2 separate regions of the Sus scrofa genome follow, and region 1 is linked to region 2. Evidence: chromatin contacts called from public HiChIP or PLAC-seq data. All regions are on one chromosome and are shown on one strand. The core of a region is the stretch at or near the end of the contact, and the rest is flanking DNA. Distances in the headings are between cores, read along the strand shown. Region 1 holds the start of PHOX2A (paired mesoderm homeobox protein 2A). Region 2 holds the start of ANAPC15 (anaphase-promoting complex subunit 15).

Region 1 (6,739 bases), core at 128-2,627, 140 kb after region 2:
GACCCAGTGAATACTGTGCAATTACCATAACAGAAGAATGGACTTGAGCTCAAGGATACAGATTCTGTAACATGGGACCCTCCACGGGTGCCCCTGGTGACGACCTGACTTTATGCAGGCGACTGAAACTGAGAGAGAACACAAACACGATGCCACCCCGTTACTGCAGGAAGCAGCAGGCACTTTGCACGTGGTTGTGACACAGCACACTCTGGCTCAGGGGAGCTGGGGGAGGTGAGGGAAAGGGTAGGCAGATCGGTAAACACTTGTCATCCCAAATTCTGACTCCATCTGCCGCCTCCTCAAGGTGAGAGAAACACACTGGGAACAAGGCACCAAAAACACAGGCACAAAGGCTCAGAAGCCATCAGACTGGAAGTTTGTAGCAGGTGCAGAGAACTCCGAAGTAAATATTCCAATTCTGAGGAAGTCATATATACAAAGGAACAGGAAGATGGACGTTAAATCCAGTCTTATTTACTTTTTTTTTTTTTTTTTTTTTTTTTTGCTTGAGGTGAGATCTCAGCTCCCAGACCAGGGCCGCAGTGGTGTAAGTGCCAGTTCTAACCACCTGACTACCAGGGAACTCTCTGATCTCCTTGATTCCCGAGTTGGTGGAGGGAGAAAGCGCTGAGATCTTCGTAGGAGGGTCAGTTATTGGGAGGTCAGTAGAAGAGGCAAGGACAGAAGGGCTGGATAGTGAATTTTAAGATCGAGGTGGAAGGATGGGCCACGACCACAGCGCAGCAGTGGGGGCTCACTGCTGGGTCTGACGGTAACAGCAGCTTCTGCCTAAGAGGGCTCCAGGGCAAGAAGAATCTCAAGGGGCCGCCAGAGTAAACAATGTCCTTAGGGGACAGTTAAAGCGAATAACATTCACCTGACATGAATTATAGCTGTGTCTTCTCAGGTCAGTCTCCCAAGGCAACAGAAGTAAAAGCAAAAATAAACAAGTGGAACCTAATCAAACTTAGAAGCTCTTGCACAGCAAAGGAAACCATCAACAGAACAAAAAGACAACCCAATGACTGGAAGAAAATATTTGCAAATGACTCAACTGACAATGACTTAACTTCTAAAATATACAAATAGCTCATACACCTCAGTAGCAAAAAACGGGCAAAAGCCCTAAAAAGACATTTCTCCAAAGACGACATACCGAGGGCCCATAGGCACATGAAGAGCTGCTCAACACTCCTGATCATTAGAGAAGTGCAAATCAAAACTGCAACGAGGGGAGCTCCCGAAATGGCACAGAGGCAATGAACCCAGCTAGTATCCATGAGTACGTGGTTCGATCCCTGGCGTTTCTCAGTGGGTTAAGGATCCGGTGTTGCTGTGAGCTGTGGTATAGGTTGCGGATGTGGCTCGGATCTGGGTGGCATAGGCCGCTGCAGCTCTGATTCTACCCCCTAGCCTGGGAACTTCCACATGCCTCGGGTGCACCCCTAAAAAGACAAAACAAGACAAAACCAAACCAACCAAAAAACTACAAAGAGGTGTCACCTCACACCAATCAGAATGACCATCATCCAGTTTATAAATGACAAATGCTGGAGCGGGTACGTTGTTGGTGCAGCCACTATGGAAAACAGCATGGCGGGTTCCTTCAAAAAGTAAAAGTGCAGTTACTGTGTGATCCAATAATCCCATTCCTGGGCCTATGGCTGAAAAAAATGAAAGCTCTAATTTGAAAAGATACATGTACCCTAATGCTCATAGCTTCATTATTTACCATAGCCAAGATAGGGAAGCCATGACGCCCACACACACATACCACCCCACAGGAATACTACGCAGCCATAAAAAAGAATGAAGTAATGTCATTTGCAGAAACATGGAGGACCGGCAGATTATCATACTGAGCGAGGTCAGTCAGAGAAAGACAAATATCATCCCGCTTATATGTGGAATCTGAAAAATAGTACAAATGAACTTATCTCAAAAAGGGAAAGACTCACAGACACAGAAAACAAACTTAATGGTCACTAAAGGGGAAGAGGAGAGGGATAAATTGGGAGTTTGGGATTAGCAGATGTACACTGCCACCTGTAAAAGACAGGGACCTACTGTGGCACGGAGAACGACATTCGTATCTTACAGTAAATCATGAGTGAGTATTTTAAAAAGGGCGTAACTGAATCACTGTGGTTTATACCTGAACCTAACACAGTACTGAGTCTACTGTATTTCAAAGACAACAAAAAGATGAAGAGATAAAGCAAACATTCCAACAAGACGTTTAGATAGAAAAAACTTGTTGATTATTGAAGGAAGTATGGGGGGGGCCCACGTGACGAGGTGATGGCCACTGAGGTTCAGTTCCTGTGACGAACCCGCGAGGCACAGTGGGGTCAGAGGGGGACCCCTCTTGGAGGAGGGTGAGCAACGAACGCAGGGCCTCGGTGGCGTCTACGTTCCTGATTTCTGCGACTGGGGTTGGCCCTGGAGGTGGCACTCTGGTGACTTCCTGCCTCGCGCACCCCCAGGGGACATTCTCAGCGTCCCGGGTCAGCTCCTGAGACGGCCCGGTGGGTGACCCAGATCACCATTCTTTAGGACTCTGGGAACTCAGTGGGCCTGTTCTCTAATAACCAAATCAATTAGGACAACAGCTTAAAAAACCGTTGAAATATTAAAAAAAAAAAAACAAAAAACACCCATGGAAGAGTTCTTGTCGTGGCGCAGCGGAAACGAATCCGACTAGGAAACGTGGGGTTGGGGTTTGAGCCCGGGCCTCGCTCAGTGGGTTAAGGATCTGGCGTTGCCGTGAGCTGTGGTGTAGGTCGCAGACGCAGCTTGGATCCTGCCTTGCTGTGGCTGTGGTGTAGGCCGGTGGCTGCAGCTCCGATTCGACCCCTAGCCTGGAACCTCCATATGCCGCCGGTTCAGCCCTGAAAAAGCAAACAAACAAAAAACCCGTGGAAATAAATCTGAGAAAACCACCTAGAATGTTTTTTCAAATCCACCCATTCTTTTTTCATACTGTCCCCTTTCTTGCCTTGTGGCCTTATGGTTTCTAGTCTTCAGGCCTATGAACATTTTTTTTGTTTTTTTATGGCCGCGCCCGCAGCACATGAAAGTTCCCAGGCTGGGGGTGGAATCTGAGCTGTAGCTGCGGGCCTATGCCACAGCCACAGCCACGCCCGACCCAAGCTGCATCTGCAGGAGTTAGATTTTCGTGTATTTCCCTTCTGGTTCCCAGGTCAATGAGCAGTGTTTTTCTAGGGTTCATTTCACAAGGAAGTGGTCCTTTGCGGCTCCTGTCTCAGTGCTGAAGCCCCAGCGTGCAGCCATCGGGCCTACTTCTGGGTCCCCAGGTCTCCGTGAACGCCAGGACCTCTCACACTTTCTGACTGTTCCTCTCCTCTTCTGGCACCGCGGGATTTCCGATTTTTAGTTTCAAGCTCAGTTGAGTGTCAAACCTTTTTAAAAAAAAATACCATTTGGGGTTCCCGTTGTGGTACAGTGGTTAACGAATCCGACTAGGAACCATGAGGTTGCGGGTTCGGTCCCTGCCCTTGCTCAGTGGGTTAGCGATCCGGCGTTGCCGTGAGCTGTGGTGTAGGTTACAGACGCGGCTCGGACCCGCGTTGCTGTGGCTCTGGCGTAGGCTGGTGGCTACAGCTCCGATTCAACCCCTAGCCTGGGAACCTCCATATGCCGCGGGAGCGGCCCAAAGAAATAGCAAAAAGACAAATAAATAAATTAAAAAAAAATACCATTCAATCTTTCTATATTTGAGGTGAGAAGGAAGTCTGCCTGGAACTAATCTGCCTGTTGTGTATGGGTCAGACGTCACAGCAAACCGTTCTGCTGCAATCAGAGGGTGTTTGTTTATGTATTCCGCAGCACGTGGAAGATCTGGGGCCAGGGTTCAAACCTGTGCCCCAGCAGTGACAACACCAGGTCCTTAACCCACTGTGCCACCAGGGAACTCCAAAGGGGTCTTTGGAAAACACAAACACAGCCATTTCATTCCCTGAACACGACATGCGAGGCCCTGTGAAATCAGGATCCTTGCCCTCCAGCTGCACTTCCCACCCCTCTGTCCGCTTCCCCACACCCACCGTCTCTCAGGTCCAGTCACAGGCACTGCCGCTTCTCCTCCGCTCTCCCGTCACGGCGTTCGGGGGGTGTGTGGACAGCAGTTACAGGTACTTACACTCTAGGCCGCACACCCTCAAGACAGCACGGCTTGACGTCGCGATGCGGAAACAGCAGCTCCGCAGGAGGATGCGCTGCACGCTGCAGCGCAACGCGCCTCCAATTTATTCAGCTGACAATGCTGCTGAGCCTAAGGACACTGCATGGAATTGGGCGTTAATTAAAGAGTCGACACTCAAGTGATTTTACGTCTTCCCTTCCAAGAACCTGGTGTGTCTTTGCATGTGAGACCTTTATGCTCTCAGTGTGATTTTATCTTGTTAAACTAAACTTAGCATTTCATTAACTGTGAACAGGTAACACATTAATACGGTTCAAAATTTAAAATTATAAAAATGAATACAGTGAATCTGCCCTTCCAGGCCTCCTCCTCTCTGTTCAATCCCTCTCTCCTCCAGACAGTCTACGTGCACGTCAAATACACGCACCCGCCACGGCGCTGTGAACGGAGTACACTGCTTACCGTTTCTAGTTTAGGAAAAAAACCTTCATTTTTGTACATTTATCTTTTATTCAGACACTCACCAAATTTCCTTATTAACGCTGGTGATTTTCACTATACGGCCTTGTAGAGTTCCTCAACAGTCACATGTCAGCAAAATAATTATTCTCCAACATTTGTACCAACTACTTAGTTTTCCTGCCTAATTACTTTCACCTGAATTTTCAAAGTACTGTTGAAACTTGTCTTATTTCAGACGTTAACAGAAGTAGCTTTAGTTTTTACATTTAAAGATGTTTACTATTGATTTTTGGCGAAGAGTTTCTTTTACTTGGAGCTTTAATTTTATCCAAAATTGTAACTTAAAGCTGTAAAATTTTATCCAATTTTTTTAGCATATACTGATAAAATGTTTTCTCTCCTTTCAAATTATTACTCTGAAATAATTTTAGACTTATAGAAAAGTTGCAAAAACAATACAAAGAACTCCTGGATACCCTTCACTCAGATTTCCCCGATGTGAATACTTCCGTTTTATCATTGTGTGTAGTTTGGTATGTGTGGATGTACACGTGTAATTTAGACTTTCCTGAAACATTTGTCAATTGTCTTTAAATATTTCAACGTACATTTTCTAACAACAAGGATACACAATCACATAAGAAATATTATCAAAATAAGAAAATTAACTGATCTACAGACATTTAAATAATCTTCACGCTCTTGGTGCAGTGTATTACATTAATAAATTTCCTGATACTGAGGCTTACATTGCTGAAATAAAACTTATACAGGAGTTCCCGTCGTGGTGCAGTGGAAACGAATCCGACTAGGAACCATGAGGTTGTGAGTTCGAGCCCTGGCCTCGCTCAGTGGGTTAAGGATCTGGCGTTGCTGTGGCTGTGGTGTAGGCTGGCAGCTGTAGCTCAGATTCGACCCCTAACCTGGGAGCCTCCATATGCTGCGGGTGTGGCCCTAAAAAAAAAAAAAGACACACACACAAAAAATTGTGGCTATAGAATTCTAATATTTAAAATTCTTCCATATGCGTGGTTATGTCTGATCTCTCACTCCTAATCTTTTTTTTTATTTTTCACCTTTATCAGGCTTAAGAGATATTATCTTTTTTTATTTTTATTTTTTTGGGGCCTCACCCAAGGCACATGGCAAATGAAAGTTCCCTGGCTAGGGACTGAATTGGAGCTGCAGCTCCTGGCCTGCACCCCATGTCACAGCCACAGCAACTCTGCAGCAGCCTGCAGCAACTTGGGATCCTTAACCCACTGAGTGAGGGCAGGGATCGAACTCACGGCCCCATGGGTACTAGCTGGGTTTGTTACCACTGATCCAAGACGGGAACTCCAAATATTTTCTTTTTTACTGGTGTTTCAAAAAGAACCATTTTCTATTTATCCTTTCTCCTTTTTTTAATATTCCTATTTAACTTCAGATTTCATCTTTATTTGGCCCGTTTTCTATTTTCTTATTGTTTAAATGCATTTTTTTTTTTTTTTACTTTATAAAACAATCGTATACATCTTTGAGTTTTTCCTTTGAACAACGAAGATGTTATATTTTCATTTCCAGGTCTAGCCTCAAGCAATTCTGGATACTCGGGAAGGAATGCGGGGCCTTTGCCTCACCCGCTCAGGGTCTGCTGGGTCCTGCTGCCCGGCCAGAAGCACAAAGCAAACGTGTACTCAGTGAACAAACGACGCTGCTCTTCCCCGGACTCACCCTGAAGCCCTGTGCCTGCTGCAGAGCCCACTCACCCACCCAGTACCTGAGGAGGCCGGCTCGGGGTGGCTCCGTGCAGGTAGCTTCTCTGATCAGGATAGTGAGCGCAGCAACTGCTATCTGCCTCTTGGCTCTTACCTCCACTGAGACAGACAGACACAGAACAAGTCCTGCAAGTGGGCTGAGCACTGCCTAGGACGCTACGGAAGTGTACGGTGGGGGTCCCCCATCGCCCAGGAGGTCTAGCGAGCTAAGAATCCCGCGCAGGGGTTCTCAGGTCCCTCGGAATCTGAGCGTCTACCCGTCCCCTTCCCTTCGCTCAGAAGGGTGGCCATTAGGTTTTCCTGTCTGAAAGTTATCTGGTGTTGAGTTATACGCCCACTGCTCCTGGCC
Region 2 (6,586 bases), core at 3,699-6,198:
CCCACCCTCACCGCCAGCTCCTCGCACCCCCACAGGTAGAGCTCATAGTGGGAAGATCGGAGGAGGTGATCCCGCGCCTGCGAACCCAGTACCGGCTGAGTCGGGCTGACCTGGTGCTCCTGGCACACCGGCCCCGATGTTACTTGCGGGACCTGCAGCTGCTGGAGGCCCATGCCCTGCTGCCAGCTGGTGCCACTGTGCTGGCTGACCGCGTGCTCTTCCCTGGCGCACCCCGCTTCCTGCAGTATGCCAAGAGCTGTGGCCGCTACCGCTGCCGCCTCCACCACGCTGGCCTCCCCGACTTCCCTGCCATCAAGGACGGCATAGCCCAGCTCACCTACGCAGGGCCTGGCTGAGGTCCTGCCCGGGTGGGAACTTACTGCCTGCCTCTCCCACCCCAACCAAGCAAGGTCCTCAGAACATCCCCCTGGCTCCCCACAGTGGACTGGCCCACGCTGGGCTCAGGGCTAAGCAGGCTCTCCTGCCTCTGCCCTACTCTGGCTCCACCTTAATCTGAGGCCACAAGTTCTGTCAGGCTGCTTGAGCCCTGGTCCCCCGCCTTCCAGTCCAGAGCTGTGGATTAACAGGCAGGAGCCTTGAGCCCCCATCCCAGCCCTATCACTGCTCACTCTGAGGTTTAATCTGTTCTTTTAACACCACGGAGGCTGAGCTCCAGGGGCCTCCCGGTTCGGGCCTCAGATAGACCACCCCTTCCCAGCTTCCTAGTCCAAGCATCCAGGGTGGGACCAGAGGAAACAGTCAGCACTGGGTCAGAGGCCCTGCGGGAATGGCTAGGCGCAGGCCGGGCCAGGGGAAATGGCAGTGGAGCCTGGGCCCACGGCCAGGGCTAGGCTGGCCTTCCCTAGTCCCAGCCCACATCTGCCTGAAGTCCCTGGAGTACCCTCTCCCCAAAGCTCAAGAAAAGACATTAGACTCCTCTGGGCCCCACCCAGAAATAGAGAACAGACATGGGGGAAAAATCAGTACTGTGTCTTTATTAAAGAATTAGAAAGAAACTAGATCAGCAACCAAGGGGTGAGGTGCTGGCCAGAACGGTGGGGTGGCTCAGGCCTTGGGGATTCAAGGGCAAACGGATGGCCTAGGAGGGGCCACGGAGGCCAGGTCCTGCAGCAGCTGAGAAGGCACCCAAGGGTGAGCTTTCCAGCCCTGGGGGTGATCGGCTGGTTCTGCAGGGGGTCCAGGGCGGGGTGGGCTGACCTGGAATCTCCCTGAGACCACTCTGCCTTGTCTACCTAGATCATCCACTGGTCCTGATCCTGTTCATTGCCTTCCATGTCCACCTGGAGAGGAGGCTGGGTGTGGGTGGGGAGGGGCCTCAGCCACCCGGCCAGCCCCATCCCAGACCCTGCCCTTGGCTGGACCCAGGGTCTCGGTACCCACTGGCTGCCAATTCAGTCCGGGGTCAGGTTCCAGGAACAGAGGCCCCCCCCCGACACCCGGGCCTACCTCATTGACCTCTCCGTCATCAGGTGACTCGTTGTAGTCGTTCATCTCATCCATGTCCTGCATGTCCTCGTCGTCCTCTGAGTCCTCCTCGCTGTCCTCATCATCGTCTTCATCTTCCTCTTCCTCGTCGTCGTAGTGCTGCGGAGGCGGGGAGAGCCTGAAGGTTCCTCAGGTCTGCCTGGGCCCGCTCAAGGACTGGCCCACGTGGAGCCTCTCTCTGGGGCCAAGGAATGAGCGCCACTCCCCGGTCCCGTCCCACGTGACTCTAGCAGGCTGGTGCACGCTCTGCAAGACCTCAGCGCTAAGCCCTGTGTCCAGCCCGGCTACCTCACCTTTCTGACCCCCACCCAGAACCGAGGACCACGACTGCTCTGGAGTCAGAGGCCGGACCTTCAGACTTAGAGCAGATCCTTCATTCCTCTGGGCCCCACAGAGGCCCCACCTGCTGGAGCCACTCACCTCTGAGGCCGGCTTGCCGATAGGTACCAGGTTGTTGTCTTTCTCTGCGATGCTCTGGAGCTGTGGCCGAAGAGGGAGGAGAGCAAGGCCAGGGCCCAAGCAGGGCAGGTCAGGGGCATGGGACGGTCCCTCCCTGCTCCCAAGACCCCTAAGGGTAGAGGAGAAGCTTCCTTCCAATTTTCAGGAAGATTCAATCCGTTTCTCGCCTGACATCTGCCACTTACTTAAGAACTTGATCCAACTACATAACCTCTTTGGGCCTTGGTTTCCTGATAAGATGATTGTGAGGATGAAGTGAGACTATCAGCCTAGAACGTATCATTGCCTAGATCCTCAATAAACAGTCAGAATGATTATTTCCGGAGTTCCCATCATAGCTCAATGGAAACAAACCTGACTAGTAGCCATGAGGACGTGGGTTTGATCCCTGGCCCTGCTCAGTGGGTAAAGGATCCAGTGTTGCCATAAGCTGTGGTATAGGTTGCAGACAAGGCTCGGATCTGGTGTGGCTGTGGCATAGGCTGGTGGCTAAAGCTGCAATTAGACCTCTAGCCTGGGAACCTCCACAGGCCGCAGGTGCCGCCCTAAAAAGACAAAAAAAGAGATGATAGCCTATGCTATAGGGGAAAGAGCCTGGGCTCGTCTGGCCTAGAGGTCCCATGGTCCCCGGCAAATTAGGGTGTCACAAGGAGGACAACCTAGGCCCTCAGCTCTCAGCCGGATTCTTCCCAGCTCAGGGCAAAAAGTCTGCACAGGGCAGGTCTCCAAAGTAAGGCTGGGTCATGGCCAGTGAAGCTCCCCTGCTGGGCTAGATCCTCACTCACCCAGGCCTGATGCTGCTGTTCTTGTTGCTGCAGCTCCGTCTCCTCCACACAGGGTCGATCCAGATTAAACCAGAGTGTCTCAGTCACACGGGGGAAGAGTGAGGGGAACAAGGTGGACATGGCTCCTAGACTGAGGGACAGGGTCAGGTGAATTGAGCTCTCGGATGTGTTTGGTTTTTGACCGTCATTTGGTTAGTTTGATTTGGGGATGGGGTGCCTTTGGGAAGGTAGCAAGAAAAAAGCCTCTCCTTGAGGGAATCAGACAGACCTCGGTTTGAATGCTGGCTCCACTACTAGCTGTTTGACCTTGGCTACGTCACTTAACCTCTCTGAGCCTCAGACACCATCCTCTGTAAGACAGGGACGATAATGATCATACCACCTTCACAGTTATTCTGATAACTAAGTCTTTACTAGAAAGTACTTACAGTATTTATAGGCTGTTCAAAGGAGGGAGGAGAATGGAAGCCACATGTGGAGGAATCCAGAATGCAGACTGGCATCACAAAATTCTACAGAATCGAAGATGGCAGAGCTCTGCTTGATCTTTACCTCCTCCAGACAGAGACCTACTTTCTGCTCCTCTCTGATGTTCCACGCCATACCCATCCAGTGTCAGAAATGTAGGACACTAACCACCTCCTAAACCACAGCCGAATGGTGGTATAGCTCAGCAAGACATTCTAAATGCCTGAGTAATGGATAAATAAGTAGGTGGAAGATCAAACGGATAAACTAGCATCTGAGCGAGAGAACAAGTAAATTCAGCTCAGATTAAGCAGCTGGGAGGGCTGACCAGGAAGGTCCCAGAGAATCTGAATTAGAACCTTTCAGCTCACAGGAAAACTTAGGCCCAGTGACAGGCCAACAACCAGCTTTAGGTCCCAGTGATTTGGGGCATAGAACTTTTTGGGGAGATCCAGGCCGGACACTAGACATGACCAGGAGAAAAGGACCTACGTCTAATTCTGCTTTTGCCCTAAGTTATTTGACTGATCCGGGGCCAGCCGCTGCCCCTCCGTGGACCTCGGCTGCCCGGCCCCTTTAACACGGCCCACGGAACCCACGCTCCCGTTCCTCAGGTACCAAAGGGCCAGAGAGCTCGGCTCCTTAAACCCAAACCCTCGCCGCCAAACTACCAGCCATTCTTTGTTTGTTATGATAATAACCGCGGAGTTGACCAACAGGGAGAAGACAGGGGCGGGATTCGACCAGGTATTTGCACCTATAGGGTTAATCACTAAATTGAAGAAACCCCGTGACCTGGAAGAACTGTTGAGTGACAGGAAGTGACACCAATGAGTGGCGGATCGGTGTGACGGGGTGGGGCTTAACCGCGAGAAAGCGGCCAATGAGCTGGAGCTCTTTAATGTTAACGGGAGTGTGAACAGCGAGCTCCTGAGGAGGTGGGTGCGGTGAACAGAGTTTCTCTGGAGGAGGGAGGAAAGAAGGGGTAAGGAGACAGCAGCCGCAGCCTTCCTTCTGTACTTACCGCGCCGGGAGGCGGCAGCCGGCGGCAACCCGGAAGCACTTCTCTTTGCCAGAGCGGAAGAACCCGCCAGAACTCGGGACACACCGCACGCATGCGTCTTTGGTCTTCTTTTGTTTTCTCTCTCCCGCCCACCAGACGGGAAGTGACGCTCACACGTTAGTCACGTGTTGGGCCGACCTTTGGCGAGCCGCTGCATGGCCCCGCCTTCAGCCTCAGCCAATCGGCTTCTTCGTCTCGGCCCCGCCCCGTCTGGCTTCAGGCGGTATTTGCAATGCAAAACTTCATGAAAAACAGCTGGCGGCCTCCAGCGTTAGGAATGGCACATTTTCCGGCTGCGTCCCAAGAAATTTAGTCCGCTTCTACCCCGGAGTCGCTAAGTGGTTTTATCCCCCACCTGTCTAGCTGCTCTCGCCCTCAGTTTCCTGTTGGGCGCATACATTCATACACGTATGCCTTCACCAGAAATACTTGAGTCCCTATTATATTCAATATTCCAGGCCCTCCTGGAAGCTGGAGATAAATCTAGGAACATGGTCTCTTCCCTCAAAGACCTCTGCAGTTAGTCTGTAGTCTGCAGCCCTGTAGTGGACTCACCATTCCCTTAAGATTGCCTGTCCAAGGAGTTCCCATTATGGCTCAGTGGAAGTGAACCCAGCTAGTATCCATGAGGATTCGCGTTGGATCCCTGCCCTCGCTCAGTGGGTGAAGGATCTGGTGTTACTGTGAGCTGTGGTGAGCTGGGATCCTGCATTGCTGTGGCTGTGCTGTAGGCTGGCATTGGTAGCTCCCATCTTACCCCTAGCCTGGGAACTTTGCTCTGCATCAGTGGCCCTAAAAAGCAAAAACAAAAGATTGCCTGTCCAGTTCTGCATTGGAGATTTTGTAAGGGACTGAGTGATTACTCAATCTTAGGGTCAGCATTCTGCTACTGAGACATTCAGCTGCCCTCTCCAGGCCTGGGCCAAATATGTTTAGTGGTCAGCCCTGGCACATCACTCCCACCTTCTGTTCTGTAGAGACTTCTGACTCAGCTTCCCAGTGAGCATGCCCTTCAGACCTGCTGATGCCTTCAAGCAGCAAAGTCCTTCAAATCTAACCCTTGTTAAATTCCATCACCCCCAAGACTCTGTCTCTTTTTTTTTTTTGCCTTTTGTCTTTTTAGGGCCACACCCACGGCATATGGAGCTTCCCAGGCTAGGGGTCTAATCGGAGCTGTAGCCACCGGCCTACGCCAGAGCCACAGTAACGCCAGATCCAAGCCGCTTCTGCGACCTACACTACAGTTCATGGCAACGCCAGATCCTTAACCCACTGAGCGAGGTCAGGGATCAAACCCGCAACCTTATGGTTCCTAGTCGGATTCGTTTCCGCTGCGCCACGACGGGAACTCCCAGAGTCTTTCCAGTTCCACAGTTCCACTCTTCCCCCAACCTGCTGGGTGACCCTTCATAAGCTCTGTCGCCTTATCAGGACTCAGTTTCCTCTTCAACCAGCGTCATCATCTCTGCCCAGCCTTCAGACTAATGTGAAGATTTGAGATAACACGTGTTAAGAGGTAGTGTACTGTGCATGTCAGCTGTCACTGTTGCTGAGCAGCTCTGGTTGTTACAGCTTTTTCATTAAGAGTAAAACTTGCCTGTTGCAAGTGTCCACAATTTCATTCATTCATTTCATTCATTCAACCCATACCTGCTGAATACCTTACTGTATGCCTGCCGCTACTCTAATAAAGTGTACACAATAGTGAACAAAACAAACCAAAAAACTCCTCACAGTACTTCCATTTCAATGAGAGAGAGAGAAGACAGGAAATTAAAATATATAGTTTTAAGACGGCAGTAAATACTAAGGAGGAAAAGAATCAGGGAAGTGGGAATAAAATATTGGCAGGAAAGATGTTTTATTTTATTTTGGGGGGGGCCAAGGAAGACCTTACTGGGAAGGTGACTTTGAGTAAAAGATTGGAAGAAAAAAAGAGGGGCACTGTTCTGATACTCTGGGAAGAGCCTCAGAAAACAGCAAGTGCAAAAGGCCTAGAATGGCTAGACCATAGCGTTCTACGGGGAGAGTGGGAAAAGAAGGGGGCAGAGACAGGAGCCAGACAGGTTTGCAGATCAAAATAAGGACCTTGGCCTTTACCCGATGTCGAGGATCTTGTGAAGGGTGGTGGTGTTTGTTTGTTTGTTTTTTAGAGCCACACCTGAGGCATATGGAGGTTCCCAGGGTACAGGTTGAATCAGAGCTGTGGCTGCTGGCCTACACCACAGCCACAGCCACATCAGATCCTACACTGCAGCTTGCAGCAATGCCGGATCCTTAACCCGCTGTGCGAGGCCAGGGATCA

The links. HiChIP or PLAC-seq counts read pairs in DNA pulled down with a chosen protein or histone mark.
Region 1: a contact with region 2 is called in an H3K27ac HiChIP or PLAC-seq map of alveolar macrophages. The contact joins the promoter of PHOX2A here to the promoter of ANAPC15 in region 2. A contact is called at or near these places in 1 of 47 Hi-C or Micro-C datasets (epiblast stem cells) and 1 of 2 datasets of contacts at active chromatin or transcription factors (alveolar macrophages).

What each region holds. Positions count from the first base shown.
Region 1 is chr9:6,830,259-6,836,997 of Sscrofa11.1, forward strand. It overlaps PHOX2A (paired mesoderm homeobox protein 2A), which reads right to left and starts at 1,378. Exons shown (of 6, transcript XM_021062473.1): 1 at 1-1,378. It also overlaps a transcript of CLPB not described here.
Region 2 is chr9:6,684,965-6,691,550 of Sscrofa11.1, forward strand. ANAPC15 (anaphase-promoting complex subunit 15) reads right to left here and starts at 4,949. Exons shown (of 5, transcript XM_013999278.2): 1 at 4,243-4,949; 2 at 3,179-3,262; 3 at 1,927-1,986; 4 at 1,468-1,605; 5 at 975-1,313. The coding sequence starts at 4,335. The coding sequence ends at 1,254.